Regions from separate parts of the Gossypium arboreum genome. Here region 1 is linked to region 2. A link is a contact called in public Hi-C data. All regions are on one chromosome and are shown on one strand. The core of a region is the stretch at or near the end of the contact, and the rest is flanking DNA. Distances in the headings are between cores, read along the strand shown. Region 1 holds the start of LOC108465610 (axial regulator YABBY 4). Region 2 holds the start of LOC108464548 (F-box/kelch-repeat protein At1g23390-like).

The links. A called contact is a pair of places that touch in the nucleus more often than the background predicts.
Region 1: a contact with region 2 is called in a Hi-C map of leaf, with 1.8 times the contacts expected there. The contact joins the promoter of LOC108465610 here to the promoter of LOC108464548 in region 2. A contact is called at or near these places in 2 of 5 Hi-C or Micro-C datasets (both in leaf).

Annotation. Positions count from the first base shown.
Region 1 is chr2:96,462,901-96,467,629 of ASM2569848v2, reverse strand. It overlaps LOC108465610 (axial regulator YABBY 4), which reads right to left and starts at 3,472. Exons shown (of 6, transcript XM_053025058.1): 1 at 3,294-3,472; 2 at 3,057-3,194; 3 at 2,753-2,885; 4 at 2,608-2,656; 5 at 2,233-2,505; 6 at 1,336-1,666. The coding sequence starts at 3,374. The coding sequence ends at 2,340. It overlaps LOC108465611, which reads left to right. Exons shown (of 5, transcript XM_053025057.1): 1 at 1-476; 2 at 617-722; 3 at 807-885; 4 at 1,032-1,131; 5 at 2,438-2,958. The coding sequence starts at 405. The coding sequence ends at 1,083.
Region 2 is chr2:96,216,556-96,221,017 of ASM2569848v2, reverse strand. LOC108464548 (F-box/kelch-repeat protein At1g23390-like) reads left to right here and starts at 2,981. Exons shown (of 1, transcript XM_017764906.2): 1 at 2,981-4,353. The coding sequence starts at 2,995. The coding sequence ends at 4,221.

The DNA of each region.
Region 1 (4,729 bases), core at 2,223-4,722, 250 kb before region 2:
AAAGATCTAACACAACCCATTCTCACTCACCATCTTTAGGTTTCCATTTATGCTTTAGCATTCATTAGAGGGACCATTCATGCATGCAGCGATCGGTCATGGTTTAACTGATGGTTTTCAAACCCCTTTCAATCTCAAAACTTCTTATCTCCTGAAGATGAGGTGAATCTATTGTTTGGATTTCTTATGCTCTTTTGGCCCTTCACTCAGATATCTCTGGATAACAGTCGCCCTACCCAATTTTGGTTCTTCTATATAAATCCACCTATCCTTCCCTTTGTACCTTTGTTTGCACTTCATTTTCTTTTCCTATTTTTCCCCTTTTGGCTCTCCATCCCCTAATCTATTTTCTCTTCTTCTTTTGGCATTTCTATTCGTTTTGTCCATTTCTGTTAGAGAAAAAAATGATATACTGTCACAACTACAACCATGTTATTCCTTGTCTTCATTGCCACCCACATAGCTACATTAGGATGGTAAGTGAAATCTCTTCCAACTTTCTTTGCTATTCACGTTTTCAAGTCGAAAACAATAGTACTGAAACCTGCAGAATCGTCAAGTTGGAGTTTATTATGACTAGTACTGTTTTTTTGGTTTTTCATGGGAAAATTTGCAGGTTCAACATCTGATCGAGAGATGTTTGCTGCTTTACATGAACCGACAACAATGTGTCAAGGCACTGGCAAAGTATGCAAGCATTCGGCCGTGCATTACAATTACAGGTGATAAAAGAATGCAACATATTATACCATATATGATCAAATAATTTGGGTATTTAAACGTTTTAATATTAATGCATTTGATAGTGTGGAGAGAGCTAGAAAAGGAGAACAAGGACTTCTTTGAAGCATTTTCAAGCTCTCTCTCCCTACAGGCCTTTTATGGGTAAGAGTTATTAAGCATGTGCTACCCCACACATTCCATATATGTTACCATATTCAAAGACTGAAAGTTGGGTATATACTTTTAGAAATCAATATATATTCATAGAGATGCAATTACAAGTGTTTCGTTTTCGATTTTCCTGGAAGGTACATTCGAAGGAAACCGAGTTATGAAAGGAAGAATCAGTACTGGAAGTGAATGACAAATTCACAATTAATTGTTGCTGAACTGTGTCTATATTCCAAGGTAAGCTAGAAATAGAATGTATAAAATTTTCCAACTTAATTAACTCCAACACATGCTAACTTAACAGCTGCAAAATGTATATATAATCATAAGTTTTTTGCTTAAAAGTAAATTAACTCAAGCATGATGATTCAGACATGCAGAACTTTGAGAAATAGCAAATTTAGATATATTTAGCACTAGCTAAAGTACCAGAAGTAGCAGTAATAGTAAACTTGGAATTTCTCTTAAGAAAACTAAAGTGTTTTTTTTTTTGGAAGACAGTCATATCTAGTACAGACTTGCAGTGAAGACTTCATTCCCAAGAGCATCTCCCAGAAAAGGGCATATGATTTTGAAACCTACCTTTATATAGTACATATATTCATGTATCAGTAGCCCTAAAGGAGTTAATAGTTTGTGGAAGAAATTTTATACTAATAAAATTAATTAGGGATAGAATTAATTGTTCATCACTTCACTCAAATGGTGACTTGGTCCATATGGAATTCCTTGCGGCTTTTCTTTCACGGAAATCATTGCCTTGTATGTGAACCTGAAATTTGTCACAACAGAAAGTCATGCAACCCTTTTCTGTCGCATATATTACCCCAAACATTATGAAGCTAAAGAAGTCTTAACAGTATGTTCAAGTGTCCTTAAATAGCTAACTTATTAATTTCTTTTCTACATGTAATAATTGAACTGCAAGAAAAGGACTACCCTATAGCTATCCTCAGTTTGAGTAATGACCCTTTATAATTATTGAATTACTGTTGCCTGTAAGCTTATTTACCATAAACTTCTTTCTTAGTATGTATAAGAATCATAAGGCATGAAGAAGAATAAGCATGCATGCAATGTCACAAATTTTCTGTCATTAATTAATGATGTATTATCCCTATAGTACCATGTGATGGCTTAAAGAGTACAGCTAACTAATTATGTCAATGATTGATGCAAACTCCATAAACGATCACATAAAGTTCAATAACATGAGGAATTGCTACATGACTCGCAAGTACAGTACTTTTTTTTACAGCTCTAAATAGTTAAAGCTAGCTAGATGTACTTGTAAAAGGATTAAAATTATAAAATTTTTAGGATGAGAGAAAAGCTAACCTCAGTAGCCTCTACGTTCCATGACGCCTCTCCCTCGTCCCGCTCACAACTCACTCCTTCTCCTTTGTTGTGCTTGTGAATGGGAGGAAAGTGGGCCCACTGAAATATTAAGACATATATATATATATATTACAAAACATATGCTGGAAAGCATGGGTTTGTCTTGTTGATTCTTTTGGGTGTCTGAAACATACATTTTTTGCAGCAGTGCTGAAGGCTTCTTTGTGCGGAATGTTGGGATTTTGAGTTTTCAGTCTCCTGATCTCTTCTCTGCCACCAAGAATGAATGAATCTATATATGATAAATGTACTAAGTCAAAGAAAAACTTTTTTTTTTTGGTTTTTCTATAAACGTAGATGGGGGGGTCTTATTACTTGATGAAGCGATTATAAGCTGATGGAGCTCTTTGCCTCTTCTCTGGCGCTGTAAAATTGGACTAAACTAGTATTAGAATTGGAACGATGAAACAGTTCTCCCTTGTGTTACATCCAAGTTTTAAAATGGAAAGAAAGGACGCACGCTTGTTGACTGTGGGATTCACACGGACTATATCTTCTTCTCCATTATCGGAAGAGCTCATCAACGATGGGCTGCGCCTGTCTGAGGTCTTCCTATGGCCACCCACTTCTTCTGAAACTGCTTCTTCTTTTGGCTGATTGACAGAAGCTCACATATGGTATATAATATGATGTTAATGAAACTGATAATCATCTATAGTTAAGAAAGATAGACATCGATTAATCAAATTGGTGACATGCTAATATAACCTAGTAGTGACCATATATTATCGACATACAAGCTGTTGATTAACATATACTTATACCTCATCATCATGAGCAAAGGAAGCTAGAAGGTGCAGTGGGACAAACGAAGCTTTCATCATATTAACTGAGAGAAGGCTTGTGCAGTGCCCACATCTCACTGTCACCACCATGGACAAGCTGTTACATGGGACACTTACCTGCAATATTTCAAAAGCCAAATTATCAGAAGCTGGAGAGAGAAAAGACTTTAACGCATGCATATATAGTGTGGGAAAAACATTCTTTTTTTCTTTTACCAGTAAAATGGTAGTGCAGAAACCACATTGTACATAACAAATCTGCTCAGGGAGATCAAAGAGATGATTCAGTGTCGACATTTTCTTCTTTGTTGATGTTAGTTTGTCTGTTTCTGAGAGTTTGTGTGTGAGGAAGTGAGGGGGAGAGAGAGAGAGACAATGAGGATGATGTGGTGGGCTTTTGATATACATGGGAGGTGGGATTTATAAATTGTACAGAGACTCTAATTACAAGGATATTACCTTTCTTTAGTTATATCTTATACCACTTAATTCCTTAAGCATTGTGCTTTCATTATTGTTGCTAAACAAATTTAAACAAAGTACATACATTCGTGGAACAATAAATGATATTCAAATATGGCAGATCTTTGTTGTTGCGGCAGATTAAAATATGTGGTTAATGCTTAAATTCACGATAATAAATTGTACTAACTTATGATGGAAAAATTTTATATAATAAATATATTTATAAAAATTGATGTAAAATTAAAATTTAATTGTAATAATAAAATAAAAATAAGTGACGAGTTGAAATTTTATTATATGAGTTTATATTTTTCTTTTTTAAATATAAAAATATAGAAAAACAAAAATATCCTCAAAATTATAATCTGTCATATGTACTTAAATTTTAATTTTAATATAATCAAAGGACATGGGACAGCATAACAACTCATTTGTGAAAAACAAATTTTGAGTGTATAAAATAATAATAAATTATAAAATTCATAGATAAATTTTAGGATGACAATGGAACGAGAGATGACAAATATTAGTATAAATCCACCATCACTTTATAGTTAATATGCTCTGCTCCACTATCCACTTCGCTCCACATTAGATGTATAATTTTAAAATCACTATCACTTTATCCATATTCGTCTTACCCCACTCAGATTACGTGTCAATTTAATTTTTACTATTTATCTTTAATATTATCATTTTTAGTGTCAAATAAATATTTAAACATAATATTTCAAAAATGATAAATATAATAATAAAATAATGAGTGAGTTGAGACAATATAAGCAATTATCATAATCACTTCATATCTATTTCATATCTACTTTTTTTTTTAAAAAATTCTACTCCAAAATTCAGTATATAATCACTCATGTGCTTTACAATTACAATGATGCAACTGTAAGTTAAATATTTGAATATTTATAAAAAGAAAAATAAGAGACTAGCATTTCCCCCAGTTATCATCTCTCCTAGAAAATAATAGAAAAAGAAAAGAAAGAAATACCATTTCATGTTCTGACAAAAGTAGTCCTCCCAAGCTTGTCAACGTTGTGATTCACACAGAGTTTTAATTAAATTGCTAAAAACAATCGCAAGCTTCAACCTTGGTGTGTGGCATTTGATGTTAGCCAATTCCATTAAAAGGATGAAAAAGGGACATAGTGACTAATGGTTTTCATGTGTTGTTT
Region 2 (4,462 bases), core at 1,732-4,231:
GCATTGTCTCCACACGAGCGTGTGAGGCTTAACCTAGAAAATTTTCCAAAAATTTTCTTAAGTTCTCGGTTTAGTCCCGGACCATTCTCAATGTATGTTTTGGGTCTCGTAAGCCCACAATAGGGGCACTAATACGTTGTCTGATTGGTTTTAATTTGGAATGAAATTTTAGAACCTGTATTTTTCGAAAATGTCCAAGTATGTGCCTGGTAACGCCTCGTACTTGGTCTCAGTCTCGGGTACAGGTAAGGGGTGTTATAATTTTGTTATTTTATTTTCCATAGAATAAAACCATTTAAATTTTTGACTGGTTAGAGTTGATTTACTTTTCTATTATGATAGTGATATTTTAAATATTATGAATAATTAAATGATGATAAATCGAAAAGCATATCCATGCATATATGATTAAGCATGCCATATAGTTTCGGAAAGAATGTCGCTTGTACTTGTTTACATGTTTAATCATTCATGATAGAAATCAAAATTAAAACCTTGCATTGTTTTCAAAATATTGCATGGGGAAAGACCCTTAAATAAGACATACAACCTCCATTAATGGTCTTAGTGTGAGAGAATGATAATACTTCAAGCAGGTTTTACCCTAGACACACCCTACGGTAAGTATTATCATGCTGGTTCTCTAAAGAGATTTACTCTAACAAGACAACTAGTCATAAATGTTACTCATTTAGATTATTCCACGATGACTCATAAAAGAGAATGTATTTATGATGGGTGTTGAGTTGATGGTTATACACTCAAGATTATTCTAGTTAAGTAATTTCCCACGAAGTTCTACTTAAGTTAGAATAATGGTCAAATGTGAAACGATTATTAATATTTGCGGTGTCTAAGGGTTAGAACTCACATAATAGTTAATTAAAATTGCCCCACAGAGATTTAATTTAATGGGTGTAGGAATTGTCGTTGCAACAACTTACAATTTTCAAGGTTTAATGTAAGCACATGAGATATGATTTATGCATATGTGTGTTGCAATTTTTTTTTAGAATTAGGAGTAAATTGACACAATGTATAAATGTTGAGGGTTAAAGTTTCTATCATGCAAATTTTAAAAGCTACCACCATTAGTCAATTGGTGACCAAAAGCGACGAAAACTAATAGTTGGGTGACCATTTTGTAATTGTTCATAGTTGAGTGACTACTAGTGTAGTTTACCCTAAAAAAAGTTAATGTGTCAAAATTTAGAAACGAAAAAGGGAATTGAGACTAGTGATGATAATGAGGCGGGGCAGGGCGCATTTTTGCCCACCTCAACCTTGAACCGAAGTTCTACTCCCGTCCTTCAACTCCTACTTGACCTTGAGGTTACCCGACACAATCCGAATTTTATTTCATGTTGTTGCTTCAAATTAACCAATTCTTTGGTTGTATTGATTATAAAATAGTTGACTTAAATAATATGCTGAGTTCCTTTTTTATGAAACAATGTATTGACAACGTAATGAATTGCAAACAAATTTTGATTTGCTTACTTGATAATATAAATTATGTATATTAGCTACTTTGCTAAATCATATTGTATTGAGGCTTATTGGAGCTATTAGTTGTGAGTTTATATAGTGTAGAAACGAAGCAAATACAAAATTTGGATGAGGACACATATCAATATTGCAATTTCAAGTTTCAACTATCATTACTTTAGTGTACTCGCTAACAACCATCACCAGGAATCATTTAGTGGCGGGATGGATTGAGTTTTGTTAGAGAAAACTTGGCATTGAATGTTAACATGAAAATGACTCTTTTCATTCTATCATTTTCAATAAGATAAAAAATTGAGAGCAAAACAGCAATGGGTAATGCTAGCTTTAGGATTTTGCGGTCCATATACTCAAGGGCAGCGCCCCGTCACCACAAATCATGCTTCTTATTCTTCTTTTTTATTTAGTACATGTTTTTAAACTTTTTAAGTAGAGTAAATAATTGATAAGTGTTTTATATAAGTATAATAAAATATTAAATATATATATAATAATTTAAAATATATATATATATCAAATACTCATCATTTTTGTTTTTGTTTGCTTTTATTTTTCTAAATACAATCATTTATAGTTTTGTTATTAATTGGTAAGCATTTATATTAAGAAAAGTTTTTCTATTATAAAAATTAACCACCTCCGATTTTATTAAGACTGAAAATTTTATGCTGCATGTGTATTGGAACCCAAAAATTTAGAATATAGATGTGTGTTCAAAAGTAACATACAATAAATAATGAAACGTATGGTTTGAATCTAATTAATTATAATAACATATGAAATATGTATGATTTTAAAATAAAATTAGATTAAATTGAGATTAAAACAAAATTTAAACACATAAACATATTATATTAACAATACTAAATGCACTACAATTATTTTTCATAGTGTGATCATCAATTATGAGTTAGATTTGAGTTGACTTGTGACATATTACTAAATTTTATATTACTAATATTACCAATACCAATACCAATACCAAATTTTATCACACCCAACGAAAATATTTTATATTAATATAAATATAATGACAAATGATTATTAATGGAGTGACAAAGAATTTTTATATGAATTTGTTAGTCTTGTGTTCAATTCTCAATTGAATTTTCAATTGTTTTATTTGAAGGTTATATTAAAGTATGAAAAGATGAAAACACCCTTATAATAATATTAATTACCCTTCAAAGTAAAGGTATTTTAATAATTTCATAATTAAGTTAATATCACCATCAATCAATATTTTACACTATTATTTATTTAAAAGATATTTTTGTAATATTTCTTACATAATTAATATTTTATTAACTCGTAACATTTATTATAATTTTTTAATGAAATTATAAGATAAACTGGATGATGATTTCAATAAATTTATTTTTTAAAAATTTTGATCATGTGGTTACCTTATTAATTGACATTGACATGCAACGATAAACCATTTTAACTTTTTAAATTATTATATTTTCATTTAATTTATGCAAAATGTTATTATCATGTTTAGAAATGGAAAGGGTGTACCACTCTATTGTTTCTACCCGCATTAATTATGTTACAGCCCAAAACTGCAATAATTTGAAGATGGCTGAAGAGCAGAAGAAGGAAGAGGAAGTCGCCATCCATGGAGATGTCTTAGAAACAATTTTGTCTTACGTGCCTCTCATCAATCTTCTCCCAGCCTGCTTCGTCTCCAAGACCTGGAACGCCGCCGTTTCCTCCTCCCTTAGTCGCTTCAACAAGCCCAAACCATGGCTCCTGGTCCACACTCAGAGCATCCGCCGCCCACACGCCACCGCTTTCTTCGCTTACGATCCCCGCTCCGACATCTGGCTCCGAATCAACCAAAAGCAGCCCCCTCAACACGTTTCACCCCTACGTTCTTCCAATTCCACCCTCCTCCACGTCCTTCACCCTTCCAACTTCTCCTTCTCCATTGACCCTTTCTATCTGACGTGGCACCACGTGAACCCACCCGCAGTCTGGCGACTCGATCCCATCGTCGCTATGGTTGGTCCCCGTATCGTCGTCGCCGGCGGAGCTTGCAACTTCGAGGACGACCCTTTGGCGGTCGAAATCTACGACATCAGCACTCGTACGTGGGAAAGGACCGAGTCCATGCCTGCCACGCTTAAAGACTCAGCTTCCTCAACGTGGCTTTCCATTGCTGCTAATACTAGAGTGGTTTTCATGATGGAGCAGTCAACCGGAGTCACCCACAGTTTTAATCCCGATTCGAAGACCTGGTACGGACCCTTCGATCTCCGTCCGGATCGGAGCATTTACTTTTCGGTGATAACTTGTGTTGGGGGCAACTTGATTATGCTGGGTCTGCTTGGAGATGCCGAGGATGTAAACTATGTAAAAGTGTGGGAACTAAACGGGGAGTCATTGGAGTTTGGAAAAGAAATCGGGGTGATGCCGACGGAGTTGGTGGAGAAGCTGAAAGGAGAGGGAACAAGCTTGAATTCGGTAAGAGTAAGTTGTATGGGTGGTTTTTTCTATATATATAATCCATGGGAGCCTGGGGAATTGGTAGCGTTGGAAGTTGGGGAAGAAGGGTGGTGTCGGTGGGGAAGTTTGAAGAATGCGGCGGTGGGTGATCGGAGCAGAGTGGCAGAAAGGGTGGTGCTTACGTGCTCAGACGTGGGGTTGGGTGAAATAGCTAAATTGGTGGGGTCGGGTAATGAAATATTCACTCTCCTTAAAAGTTAAGTAGTGGGATTTGCTTAATATTTTATCCTTGTTCACGGCGTTATTTGATGCGTGTCAGTGTGTGCTTAATTTGATGTGTATTTTTTACCCGTATTTGGACAGTACATAATCCATATTAAACCTGGATGAAAACGCCCTATTCTATTTTGACTCTTGTCCCCTTTCTTTCCTTTTACTTTTTGTCATGGTCTGAAATTTTGATATAAGTTGTAATATTATTTGAATTCTAAATCTTATACCA